Regions from separate parts of the Delphinus delphis genome. Here region 1 is linked to region 2. A link is a contact called in public Hi-C data. All regions are on one chromosome and are shown on one strand. The core of a region is the stretch at or near the end of the contact, and the rest is flanking DNA. Distances in the headings are between cores, read along the strand shown. Region 1 holds the start of LAMTOR4 (late endosomal/lysosomal adaptor, MAPK and MTOR activator 4). Region 2 holds the start of ZCWPW1 (zinc finger CW-type and PWWP domain containing 1).

Region 1 (6,606 bases), core at 1,933-4,432, 140 kb after region 2:
GCCCCTCGCCCTCTGGCAGGCTCACACGTCAAGGGGCTCCCGGCCTCGGTTCTGCCTCTTCACCACAAACACCCTCTGTCCCGACACGGTCACCAGCAGCGTGTGTTCTCCAAAGACCACTGGAGGGGAGACACACCTTCCCCCGCCCCGGGAGAGGGAAGGGAGCAGAGAGTTAGTGGGGTGCGAAGGCCTCCCTGGGGGTCACCATAAACTGGCTGGGCTCCAAAGCCAAAGAAATTTGACAGTTGCAAGCTCAGAGATTTGAAGATGGGAGGTCTCCATTAAATCCCCTTCTCTTGCTTTCTCATAATTCTGATGCAGGGGTGAATACCAAGGGGAACAGAGTGGCCAGAACCAGGGACTCCAGGGAGGTGGTGGGCGGCTGGTAGGAGACAGGTGCTTTTCCCTGAGAAGAGAAGCCTCGGGGAGCAGCACCCCCCAACACCGTCACCAGGGCCAGGGGCTCACCCGACAGGCGCTTGAAGGGTACGTTCATGCTGTGGTGCAGCCGGAAACCGCAGGCCGTGCTGACCAGCTCAGAGATGGCGCTGGCTGCCTGCTCGTCATTCTCTAGATCCCCAGATGACTGCATGCAGACAGAGGAGGGAAGATGGCAGGAATTAGGGAACAGAATTGGGAGAAAATTCCGAGGACACTTTGGCTCTAGCACTTGTAACCTGCCTCCACTTTCCAATACCCCAAGGTCACCCCCGGTTTTGGAAAGACCCACCTGAAAACTGCCCTGTGACGTTGTTGCCCCTCTTGATGCCATCCTGTTTGTCAACCTTAAAATACCGGGCTTCCTCCTGGGAAGCAGTGACTCTCATCCATTTCTTTACTGACGCTGTTTTCCTAATCCCTGAATCTTGATTTCTCTCCCTGTTCCCACTTACTTGATAAAATCACATTCTCAAACATCAGTGCCCACCCACCACAGACTCGTCCCAGGCGCCGTCTTTTCCTCAGTCTTCCTGTTTGTTGCCCTGTCTGCAGAATCTGAAACATAACATCCCCTTTGTCCCTGAACCCCTTCCTACTACCTAGCCCTTGGGTAATGATGTCACAGTGGCCTGGGCTTCCTCTTTTCTCGTGATGATCTCAACTTCCTCTTCCTACCTCCTCAATATGGGCCTCCCACTGAGTCAAATTCAGCACGCTTTGCTCTCTTGGACATTCTGTACCTCAGTTACCTCATCTGTAAATTGGGGACAACAATACCTATCTTATGGGCTTGTTGTGAGGGTTACAAGAGCATATTAGTAAGATGCTTAGAATAACTCCTAGCATTATATATTTAATTGCTATTATTCTATATCAAACTCAGTGTTTAAAGTTGAGCCACCAAAACTCCCCTTACCTCTCCCCCTCCCCAATCAACTTCCTTTCTTAAGTCCCTGTTTGTTAAGGCACCATAATTCTAGGCTTGAGTTCAAAGTCTTACAGCATGGAAAAGTTATCTCCTCTATTACCTATCTCTAGTCATTACGAAGACATATCGATTCTTCCTTTAAAAAATCTCTTCTCTCCTTGCTCCTTCTCACTGCCACCAGCTGTTTCATACCTAGATTTTGGCAACAGCATCCCTGCTTCGAATCCCTCTCCTTCCGGCTCATCTTTACACCTAATAGAACAATTCCGCTCGATCACTTCATCAGCTGTTTCTGTTCAAAAACCCTTCAAAGCTCCTATTACCCCCCAAGATTAATCCACAGGTGTTAACCCAGCCTTGAAAGTCCTCCCCAATCAGATCTTTCCTTAACATATCCTCTTCTTCCCCCAAACGTTTCCAAATCTTTTCAACATAAACCCACCAGCAATTCAGACAGGCTGATGTCACACTCCTGCAAATATGTCCACCTCCCAGCCCTGAATATGCTCTTTCTTTTCTGCCTGTTCACAACCATCCATCTTTTAAGGCCAGCTGAATTCTTGTCTCTTCCAAGAAAGTTTCCTTGCCAAAACACAAGTTATAACACAAAGGGCTGAATCCTTCACTCTCTGGACTCCTTCAGTTATCTTTACCACGTGCAATACTTTAGCTGAACTTTTAACCTTAAGCCTTGTCTCTCTAGCTGAACTTTTAACCTTAAGCCTTGTCTCTCCAGCTAGTTTGAAAACTTCTAGAGCACTGACACTATATTGTACTGCAGAACAAAATACCAAGCCTCTTCAATAAATACCAAATAAAGACATACTCAAGAATAACTCAGGTAATGTCAGTTATCAACAAACCTGTAACTACTTTGGCTTTGGTAAAGGCAGTAAACCTCTTTTACCTCAAAACAGTTACAGGACTAAGATTCCAGAGATAGATTAATTGATTTAATTCCTGAATTTAATTCCTATATGCCAGGCATGATACCAGGTAAAAATCAAGAACAGAGACAAATCAGGTTAAACTGGGCAACGTTAGAAGGCATCATCGGGCGATGTGTATTGGAGGAGCCCCCCCTCCCTTTTCCAAAACGCACCGCCAGCACTGCGCCTTCACTCAGCACCAGGTAGCCGAGCTGGTCTGGGATTCGCTCCAGCCCCTGGGTCAGTGCAGAAGTCTAGTGGGTAAAGATGCAATCAGTGAGCAGCAGGCTAAGAGAACAGCCCTTGGCAAACCCAAGAACAGCCCTTGGCAAACCCAAGACTCTCTCTTGACAATGGCCCCCAGGCCTCTTTCCCCAGCCAGGGCCCTTCCAGACCCTCTTCCCTCTACATGGCCTTCAACACTTATCTTCCTGAGCCTCCGTCAGTCCTCACTCTCTGCCCCTGGGCTCCACCGGCCTTCCACACCCCACCTTTGCTACCCCACAGACAACTCCCCTCAGTCCGGTCTCCAATTCCACCTGTGGCCCGCCGCTCCCCCTCAGATTACTCCCCAGCCTCTGTACACCCTCCCACCGTCCCCTGCTCAGCCCTCTACGTCGCCACCCCTCCATCTCCATTCCCTCTCGGTCCCGGGGCGGATAGGAGGTGAGGGCGGAGTGCAGGCTCAGGACTCGGCGACCAAGGAGATGGGGGGGCAGGGACACCGAACCCCCGGCGCGTACTCCCGCGCATGCGTCCTCACTCACCATCGCAGCCTTAGGTGCTGGGGGGCGCTCACTGCCAGACGTAGCTTCCGGCTCCAGTCCCAGGTGACGTGATTCCACCCGGCGGTCTCCTCCTCCTGCCTTGCACCGCCCGACTTGAGTCCCGCCCCCAGAATGCGGATTGGAGAGTGGTTACGTCATCAGACTTACTCTGCCAGTGTGGAGCGCCGCTTCCCGGAGGCGCACGCGGATTGGCCGCAGACCCTCTTTAACATTCATCTCCTCTTCCCTCAGCCCCAAAGCGCCGAGATAGGGGGGCATGTCGGCGGAGGGGCGGGCCTGGGGGGGCGGGGCCGGAGGGAGGAGGTTGGGCTAAGGGTTTGTGCCTGCGCAACAGAGGCGGCCCGGGTTCCACCTAGGGCTAGACCGCCCGCAGTGGGACAGTAAGAGAATAGAGTAAAAAAACGTGAAATGCAGATGAAGAGCTATTCAAGTGCTACTCTTGGGCCTACTCCGGGCAGCTCTCTAAGACAGAAATTTGTTCCCAAAGTGGTTTTTTGTCCCGGGATTCTGTAAGAAACGGTGTGATGGTGCATTGATCCCTCGCTAGCCAAGGCAGCTGCAATACTGAATATTCTCTGCCAGGAATAATTAGAAAATGACCTTGGAGTCATTTTTAAATATATGAGTGTCATAGAAATTTTTTCTTTTAATTTAAATAGTTTTTAGGGCTGCTGCAATGTTAATGTGGGTGAGGGAAAATGATAAGTAGTAATAAAACAGTAAATACTTGATGAGGATGTGGAGAAATTGGAGCCCTCATACATTGCTGGCAAGAACGTAAAATAGTGCAGTTGCTGTGGGAAACAGATTGACAAGTTTCCTCTAAAAGTTAAATATAGAGTTACTATATTTATAAATGAGAATTAGATGTAGAAAAGTTAAATATGACCTAAAAATTCCACTCCTAAATACATACCTAAGAGGATTGAAAACATACATTCACACAAAACTTGTACACAAATGTTTATAACAGCATTATTGACAATAGCCCCGAAATGGAAGCAACCTAAATACCCATAAACTGAAGACTGGATAAATGAAATGTGGCATGTCCATACAGTGGAATATTATCCAGCTATAAAAAGGAATCAAGTACGGATCTGTGCTACAACATGGATAAACCTTGAAAACATTATGCTAAGTGAAAGAAATCAGACACACAAGGCCACATATTGTCTGGTTGTATTTATGTGGGATGTCTACACTGGGCAAATCCAAAGAGAGAGAAAGCAGATTAGTGGTTGCCAGGAGCTGAGTGGAGGGGGAAATGGGGAGTGACTAATGGGTGTGAAGATTCTTTTTGGGTGATGAAAACGTTCTGGAATTATAGAGTGATGATGGTTGCACAACCTTGTGAATGTAATGAAAACCACTGCATGGTGAAGCTTAAAAGGGTGAATTTTACAGTATGTGAATCATATTTCAACAACATAAAACAAAGTGTTGTTGCTTGAGGAGAAAACTAATTAGAGAAGATGGATGCCTTTTTTAAAGATGAGGTATGATTATAATATAAAATTTAAATTGGAGGAGGATGTAGAGAAAGTTCTGTGGGGATGCTTGGTCTGCAAAGCCTTCCCTGGCCTTAGATATTGATGACAGTTTGTGGTACCAATTTTTTTTTTTTTTGCACATACTGGTTCTGAGCGTTTCCATCTGTATACCAGCCTAACCCACTCATCCCAGATACTATACAGATGAGGAAGTGGAAACAAGAGAGATTGAGCCTTGCTCACGGCACACAGCTGGCGACTGGCAGAGCCAGATTCCAGTCTAAGTCGGCTGGCGCTGAGGCTGATGCTTTTTCCATTGCTCCATTGGCCAACTACTTTTTTTTTTTTTAAGCTACATTTAATTTTACCTCAGAAATTCCCTGTTCTCATTTTACTTAACACAGAGGAAACTTTTACAGGACATTGCTCATCAGCCATCGTTAGAATTGTTTCATTTTCACAAACAGCTTGAATCATACTACTCATGTAGGGAGCAAAGGTTTTCATCCTTTCATTCAACTGGTGTTATTGAGCACCTTCTATGTACCAGACGCTCTTCTTGGAATTGGAGATACAGCAGTGAATAGAAATAAGACACATTTTTTATTGGTTTCAAGTTGTGAGGAAGAGGGTGAGTCAGATAATAGATAAATATATTAAGTGGTGAAAAGTGCTATGAAGAAAAATGAAGCAAAGTTTCCACTCACAAGACCCAGACCTAGTGAATTCTGTAAAACAGACCTTATTAAAATAATTCCTTTCTTTCCTTAGCCTCCCCACAGTTCAGTTACTTTTCTACAATCACCTCTTTTTGTTCTATCTGGTATAAAAGCACATAGATCTGGCCATTTCTTTGGGTCTTCATTTTCTTGTGAGGGCTCCCAGGTCACATAAAACTTGTACTAAGTAAGCCTGTATGCTTTTCTCCTGCTACTCTGTTTTATGTCAATTCGCAGGCCCAGCTGAAAACCCTAAGGGGGTAGAGGTAAAAAAATTTGCCTGCCCTACACTTTGAAGGTACTTCTAAGGTAGGGTGAGTATTTAATTTTGAACAAAGCACATTAGCCTCCATGATGTGGATGGGCTTCATCCAACTGGTTGAAGATCTTAAGGAAAAAGACTGAGGTCTCCGGAAAAGAAGGAATTCTCATCAAGACTTGAATAACATAGAAACCCTCCCGAGTCTGGCCTGTTGCCCTGTGGATTTCACACTCAAAACTGCAATATCAGCTCTTGCCTGAATTTCCAGGCTGCTGACCTACCCTACAGATTCGAGACTTGCCAGTCCCCACACTTTGTGAGCTAATTCCTTAAAATAAATACTCTCTCTCTCCCTCCACCCCCCTTCGCCTTATTCTCTGGAGAACCCTGACTAATACAGTGGTTAACTTATGGCTGGTTTCTGTGGGCTTGGCATCTTTGCTGCCTCGGTTAGCATTCTTTTTCTTTTCGATTCTGATTTTTTTGGGGTGGTTGTTGTTTGCTTTGAAACTAGACGTCCTTGCCTCTTATTTTCCTAGTACCAATTCTTACCCTATCAAACAGCCATCAACAAACTTCCCAACCCCAAGTCTGCCTTTCTTGATTCTCTTAACCTTGACCCACCCCTTCAACCAACACTTTTCAAAGACTACAGTGCAATTAAATTTTTAAAAATTAATTTTTAAAAAGACTATAGGGTAAGAGTCAGAGTCATGTACTTTGACCCCATAACTGCTCAGCTTGTAAGTGAGCGAGGCAGGCAAACAAAGTGTCACAGTGACGTGTAGTAAGTGCTACACTAGAAATGAGCCCCTTAGGACCCATGGGACAAGGTGTGTGCATTGGGAGGGGTCGAGTTGGGGGTAAATTTTAAAATGTGTGGTTTCCAGTCAGGAGGCTCTGCTAGGCTGAGAGACGGGGTGTTGGGATCATTTGGAAACGGCTTAGACAGAAAGGAGGAGGCCAGCTCTGCCACTGGGATGGACGAAAACATGTTATTTCACACCTCACGATTTGTTCCCTCCTTTTCAAAAGAAGGAAGGGCA
Region 2 (7,206 bases), core at 3,586-6,085:
TCTATTGGTGGTAAGCCAATCAAACATAAAAAGGGAGCTTGGGTAACTTTATTTTTTTGCGGTACACGGGCCTCTCACTGTTGTGGCCTCTCCCGTTGCGGAGCACAGGCTCCGGACGCGCAGGCTCAGCGGCCATGGCTCACGGGCCCAGCCGCTCCGCGGCATGTGGGATCTTCCTGGACTGGGGCACAAACCCGTGTCCCCTGCATCGGCAGGCGGACTCTCAACCACTGCGCCACCAGGGAAGCCTGGTAACTTTAAATTGAGCAAATTATCCACGAGATCACCAAAGCTGGGGTCAAATTGCAGAGAAAGAATGGTGGGGTTCTCCCAAGACCCTGTCCACTACTTATTCCCACCCCACAGTCATTAAGCTGAGAGATTCAACGTTATGCAAAGGGCCCCAACCCAGGTTTGAAAGGGAGACCTGTGGGTTCCTTCCCTGTAGTTGGGACTGGCAAAGTTTCAGGCCTATTCTTTTTCTCCCAGAGAAATGAAGAACCCCATCCCACAGGAAACCTTTTCTAGATGATAAGCTCATTACCACCCTCTGCAAAGTCCATTCTTCTAGGTTGTAACCCAACACACTGCCAACTATTCCTGTAGCTGGCCTAACTGGAGCATTTTACGGGAATCCACCTGCAGTCAGGGGACAGACACTGAAGACATGGTACTCTCTCCTGCTTCCCCAAGGTACTCTTTCTGACACTTCCCCATCCCACCATCTTGGGTCAGTGTGGAGATGACCTTAGGCCAAGCCGCTTAGGTTCCTGGCCACTGACAATCAATTCTGCATCTAATGCAAACAAGGTCCCCATCAAAGGACAGAAACTGTAATTAGTCAGCCACTACCCTAATCCTCTCCCCCATCCCAAGACATTGCATGTCTGAAACCCACCCCTTCATGCACCTTCAGTAGGTTGGAGGACAAGTTTTCATCTGGACCACATCCTCTAACGGGGAAGGTAGACAAGTCTGGATTACAGTACTGGCCAAGAGCAGGGCAAGAGGAGTCTGCCCCAATTCTGGGGCTTGCAGTCATGAGAAAGGACTCCAAGTAGAGCCACCGCCACCGCCCCCCCGACCCAGGTTATAGGGGGGGAGACACACCCAGTGGAATCAATCGCAGATTCAGACCCTTCTCTGGAGGATTTGGTTTTCCTAGGGAGGGGTGCATGCACAGATACCCTCTGGGTTATAACCTTTCCCTGCCATGTTCCCATTTAACCTCATCTTCACTCCTGGTCCCTATCCCAAGAGCCTGTGAACCCTCTTACCGTGACGAAGACAACATTGTTGGGGAAGACGGATGTGTCTGCTCCATCCAAGGGCACTTGGGGTGCAGCAATGGGACCCCGGCTGGCCGTCAGTGAGGCCGGGAAGTAGCTTCTCTTTCGGACGGTTGTGGTCCCTTCCTCACTCTCTGCTCCTGGGGCCCCGTCAGAAGTCTGGGGTGGCAGACGCAGCTCTTCGGACAGGTAGTGTCGGATGTTTTGGCGGGCCGAATGGATGAGCTGGGCATCAATATCCAGGCCCACCATGCGGGACGGGCCCCACTTACAGGCAATGCTCAGGGTCAAATGGCCCACATTGCAGCCCAGATCTAGGACGTCCCGACCCCGAAACCACTCAGGCTTCAACACCCGAAGGCGCCCGTCCTCACAGGAAGGATTGCGGTACCCATAGTACTTGCAAAAATTCCCATACTGGAACTTGCACTGTTGCTTTTTGAAGCCCGCAGCAGGTAGTGGGTGGAGGTGGTGGCGGCCTCCCCCACTCCCTCGGCCCTTTTCCTTGGGACCCTGGCCTCCACCCCTAGCCCCTGCCTCTGACTTGCTGGAAGTCCTGCGACGTTTGCGATGTCGTGAGGAGGAAGACGAGGATGCAGAGGTAACTGAGGCAGCTGGAGGGGCTGAAAGGGAGCCTGAGGGACCCTGTAGGGCAGATGGAAGGGGAGACACGACCTCATCCCTGCAGTTGATGGCTGTGTTGAGTTCATAGGGTTCGGGGGCGTCCCGGTTCTGGCCTCTATGCTGCTGCTGCTGCTGCTGCGGGGTGCCCTCCCCATGGAGTGAGGAAGTGAGGGGGGCTGTGGGCAGCACGGAGTGGCTATCATTCCCTCCAGCTGCCTGCTGCTGCTGCTGCTGCTGCTGGTGGTGCTGTCCCCGGTGTCTATGCCGCTTCCGACCAGTCTTGAGTGGCGAAGCAAGGACTACTTGGGCCTCATCAGTGCAAGTATTGAGACTGAGAGGGTCTGTAATATCTTTGGGGATGAGGATCTCCACTGGATCTCGCCCCTTGGCCGGAAGTGGGGATGACTTAGGGGTCTCCGCATTGAGTGCGCGGCTCACTTCCTCATCCAGGAGACTATTCAGGTTCAATGGATCAAAGATATTGCCCCCCAGGAGGAAGTTGGAGGGTAAGACAGAGTCACAGTCCGAATTGACCCGCCTGCGCCTCTTGAAGGCCGGATGTTTGAAGCCTCCACCACCTCCCCCTACATTACAGCTATTTCTCCTCTTGCCCCCACCTCCCCCAGGGGGCCGGTGGGGCTGATAGCCATTACGGGGTCGAGGAGGAGCAGGGGGGCCCAGTTCTGTTCCGCCCCCTCCCCGTCGCTCCTCCCCCACGTCCGGGGGAGCGGCTCTCCCGGGGGGATCCGACAAGCAGGCCTCCCCGTGCGACTGCGCCTGGGGGCCGCCCCCTCGTTGCTGCTGCGACTGACCGCCCCGAGGGGTGGGTGCAGCCCCGGGGCTCTCCTTGCCGGCCTCAGAAGCCGGGGATCCCGCCGAGTGTGCGCGCGGGCCCGGCCCACGCTGTGTTCCGCCGCGGAGCTCCCCGGAGGCTGCCTCTCGGTGCGGTTGCACAGTGGGGCCGCCCCCTCCGCCCGACTCATCTTTAAGCGGCGGCGGCGGGGCCGGCACCAGAAACGGCTCCTTCTCCGCCGCCATCTCGATCATTTCCTCCCCTTATTCCGTCCCAGTCGAGGGCAACCGGGGGGACAGGGGGCTTAACCCCCCTTCCTAAACCCCGCTCGCTTCCCCCCCTTTCGCGAGTGCGCGCGCAGTTCTGCTCTTCTCCCCTAGTCTCGCGCCCAAGCGCCTCCCCCGAAGCGCGCCCTACTCGCCCGCGAGACCAAAACAAGATGCCCGCGAGACCCGAACAACTCGAGGAATCAACCGCGCGTGCGCCGACCCCTTTCTCCACTACCACTACCGCTTCGCCGCGAGCGCGCACTGCTGGGGCGCGTTCCTCTCTCCCTGGAATCACGCATGCGCACTCCGACACCACCCTGGTTGCGCGCGCATCGGAGTACGAACCAACTTAACGGCTCCGGGAGTTTAAATATAGCCCCCTCAGCCCCCCCAAAAGCCCACCACCCCAAACTGACACCCTACTTCCCTTCGCAGCTATGTCCGTCCCTACTGATATCCTTTGTCTCTGCCGCGCGATCCCACCCACCGTAGGCGGGGGACGGGGAGCTGGTGTGAAAAGGTCTCCTTGACACCCGACCCTTGTTCCTGAGGAATGAGTCTCAGCGGTCTCCGCCCGGCTCTAAACCCAGCAACCTCCCTACCCCGCCTCCTTCCTCCCCCTAGTGGGCAGCGCCTGCGCACACCCTTTTGGGCTTGCGCGGGTAGATGCAGCACGTGCTGGAGATGACGCCCCGCCCTCCGTCCTAGGGGCGGGAACTGTTACGTTGCTTCCTCAGGTTTGGTACACGCATCATGCGTCAGCACGACTCGGAGGGGTGTGGCTAAGGAACGGGGCGGCCCTCATGAATTATTCATGACCTGGTTGCCCCCTGTGTCCACCTATTTAGAAGGGCTTCCGAGGGAGTGGAGGGGGTGAACCTAGAAGTAGGGGAGGGGAAGGAGCGGAGCGTACTGCCCGTCTTCCTACTAACTGTTCTCAGTATAATACGACAGGTCATTTTAACTCACCCCCTTGAAAATATTCTCTGCTGAACAGGAAAAAAAAAAACTAAAACAGGCAATGTTGTCCAACTTCCTCTTCCCTCGAAATGGCCGAGTAGTTCTCTCGCTCCTCCGCCTTCCCCCAATCGCAATCACCTGGGGACACTACGCCCTCCTCTCCGCCTCCCCATCCACCGCCCGGACACCAACGCCTCCGCCCACCACCCGACGTCTGCGCACGAGCCCCCCAGCCCGCGGAGAGCGACCCCGACGCCCACCACAGCCACCAATAGCAGTACACCCACCACCACCGCCCCCTCGTACGCAGGCCTTCCCAAGCACACGTTGTGGCTTCGCGCCGCCTTATATAAAAACGAATGTGGGCGGAGAAGAGGCTTTGGCCTGCTTTGGGGACCCCCTGCCTCAGTCAATGGGGACGAAGCTACTCGACGGCCTTTCCAGAGGGTGCTTTGTGGCTCGTTCTCCTTGCCAACAGCGCTTGGGGTGCGGGTCCTGTGGCTGAGAAGAGGGAGGAAGAGGCGAGAATGGGGTTAAGGATAGTCTCAAAATAAAATATCAAAATAAGGGCATGAAGGAGACTAAGAGGAAGAATGGGAATCAGGGCACGATTCCCAGAGGAAGGAAAAGGCAGTCTCGGGCACAGAGTAAAGTTAGTAAAAGGAATATGTGCATCTTGAACGATCAGGCGCTATTGCTGCCACCTAAAAAAAGTGAGGCCACCGAGGATTATGGGATTTGTAGTTTTACAGGGCGTTTTGTTGGAAGATGGCGGCAATAACTCAGCTGCGCAGACGCAGAAGCCGATTCCAGTTGCGCATGCGCCTTACCTCTGCGAGCAGGCCTCCGGTGGGGGTGGAGGTGGAGCTTGTGCGCGGCCTCGCGCCTTTCCCTGGTGGCGGGAAAACTGGCTCGAGGTTTGAGGGGCTTGGAGAATCTCTGCATTACCCAACTCTGCTCCTCGCCCTTAGGTTCTCATCTCTCCAGAAGGTAGTTCCGCTTGCAGCTGAAGGTGCTAGGCGTGGCCAATCCTGACACCTGTCGCCTGAGAAGTTTTCTCTTCAGGGTGCCGTCCAACTCTTAACCCCTGTCCTCAGAATCTCTAACCGCAAACTTACTCCCAACAAACAAACAAAAGTAACTCAATATCACGGCGGGCGACGACGGACCTGAGGGAGAATGCGGATCCTGGTGCTTCCGCGGGTTGCGGGTGGGAGCTGAGGGGAAATTCTCTCATGGCGGGGGAGTTGTTGATGGGGAAGAGACGCTAGAAAGCCACTCTTTTACCCTTTGAGGGGAGTCAAGGACTTTTGGCTCTGTGGTACCTCCGGTCTTAAATGTTGTGCTTAAGACGGAATTGGTGAGGGAAGAGAGAGGGGAAAATGTGGGTCCGTCAGAGTTCTTCCCTCTGGTTTATAAGGTGGAATCAGGCCTTTTATTGTTCCAAACGTCACCTTGGTGCTCTGTGAGTCAAAATGCTGCCGGAGTCTGGGAGTCCATGGGCATGACCCCTTTAAGCGAAAACAACACAAAAAGGCTAGTTTGAGGTCGGCAATAGTTTGGGGCCAGTATGCAAGCTTTCCGGGAGTTAGATAGCAAGGGTCTGAACCAGGATCAGGGTCCTAAAGAAAGAGTCTGCTTGGGTGATAAGTCCCCGTATCTCCGTGCTTCCTTGCACTCTCTGAACCGAGAAGCTTTAGTCACCATTAATTTATTTATAAGATTATGTAAAAGGTTTAGTTCAGGTAGTTATGACAGTAAATGTCTTGTTAGGTAGTCTGTTATGGGCAGTAAGCGTAGCGGGGATCATTTTTTCCTTCTGTCTTGTTAAAAGTTTTAAATCATGCTTGCTGAGTGCACATGAGAGAAAGAAGAAAGAGACAGGAAGGAAGGAAGAGAGAAAGAGAAAAAGAACTCTTACTGACGGAGGAATGATAATGAGCAGGGATCTACATACCGTTAGACATTAAGACAAAAATCAAACTCCAGCTTAAAGGATATTTAAAATATAGTCTTTATTTATTTATTTAAGAGTTATGTTTTATCTGGTGGCCATATGGAGGACTTCAAGCCTGGGAGGCAGCATCTCAAGTAACCCTGAGAAAACTGCTCCCAAAATATAGTCTTTATTTATTTAGTTTACAATATATATTTACTTATTTTTGTATGTGTCTATCTACTCCCACTAGAATGTCAGCTCAGTGAGAACAGAAACTCGATCTTTCTTGTTCTCTGCTCAAAATATAGTCTTTTTTTTTTCAAAATATAGTCTTTAAATACAGTTTTTTGAGGCTCACGGAGTCTGTGTTAGAGGACAATTCTAAAGGGTTTCTTTTGTTCTTTTAGACCAAGGATTCCAGGGACAATATAAAGAGGGAATAATTGGATACTTAAGAGGGGAGAAATTTGTGAACATATTCTAAATGGGGGAAAGGGAGAGGAGGATTAATGCTTTTTGAAAAATATTGACAAGACTGAATTTATTTAGCTAGATCAATTCTCAAACATTTTGGTCTCAGAATCCTTTTATACTCTTAAAAATTATGAAGGATTCCAAACATTGGTTTATATCTATTTATGGATCTATTGATACTAGTATATTAGAAATTAAACTGAGAAAAAAATTAAACATTTATTTATTAATTTTAAAATAACAATAATAAACCCATTACATAATGTTAACGTAGATAATATTTTAATGAAAATATATTTTCCTAAATGAAAGAAAATTTAGTATGAAGAATGGTGTTTTACATTTTTGCAAATCTCTTTCATGTCTGGCTGGATTTTCATCTGTTTCTGAATTCAATCTGTTATGATATCTTGTTTTGGTTGAAGAGTATGAGAAAACCCAGCCTAACACAGATAAGTAGTTGAAAAAGGGAGGGGGCACACCATTGTAAAGTAATTATACCCCAATAAAGATGTTAAAAAAAAAAAAAAAAAAAAGGGAGGGGGCCCTCAGGGGTCTTTAGATCGCACTTTGAGATCTGCTGAGCTAGGTGATTTCATTCTATAATCAGTGTCATGATTTTTAGTGTTCTAAATGAAAGAAAACTATTTTTTGGAATAGCTCATTCACCTTCCCTTGGTTCCCTTTATTATTTCTAAGTTATTTTCCCCTCCTTATTCACCCTTCTTTCTTATGTCAGTTCAATAGTTAGGATCTGGTTATGGAACTGTCACACTTAAAGCTTTATTGGATTTTTTTGTCTCTCTTTTTTCATCTAAGGTCAGAAAAAAGAAATTAAAACCTCAAATGTTATTCCTG

The links. Hi-C and Micro-C count contacts between places; a contact is called where the count stands out from the background.
Region 1: a contact with region 2 is called in a Hi-C map of lung, with 2.4 times the contacts expected there. The contact joins the promoter of LAMTOR4 here to the promoter of ZCWPW1 in region 2. A contact is called at or near these places in 2 of 3 Hi-C or Micro-C datasets (lung and muscle).

What each region holds. Positions count from the first base shown.
Region 1 is chr15:81,406,276-81,412,881 of mDelDel1.2, forward strand. It overlaps LAMTOR4 (late endosomal/lysosomal adaptor, MAPK and MTOR activator 4), which reads right to left and starts at 3,183. Exons shown (of 4, transcript XM_060032351.1): 1 at 3,066-3,183; 2 at 2,472-2,552; 3 at 469-586; 4 at 1-119. The coding sequence starts at 3,068. The coding sequence ends at 22.
Region 2 is chr15:81,261,939-81,269,144 of mDelDel1.2, forward strand. ZCWPW1 (zinc finger CW-type and PWWP domain containing 1) reads left to right here and starts at 4,836. Exons shown (of 18, transcript XM_060033184.1): 1 at 4,836-4,925. It overlaps MEPCE (methylphosphate capping enzyme), which reads right to left and starts at 3,538. Exons shown (of 4, transcript XM_060032347.1): 1 at 1,278-3,538. The coding sequence starts at 2,960.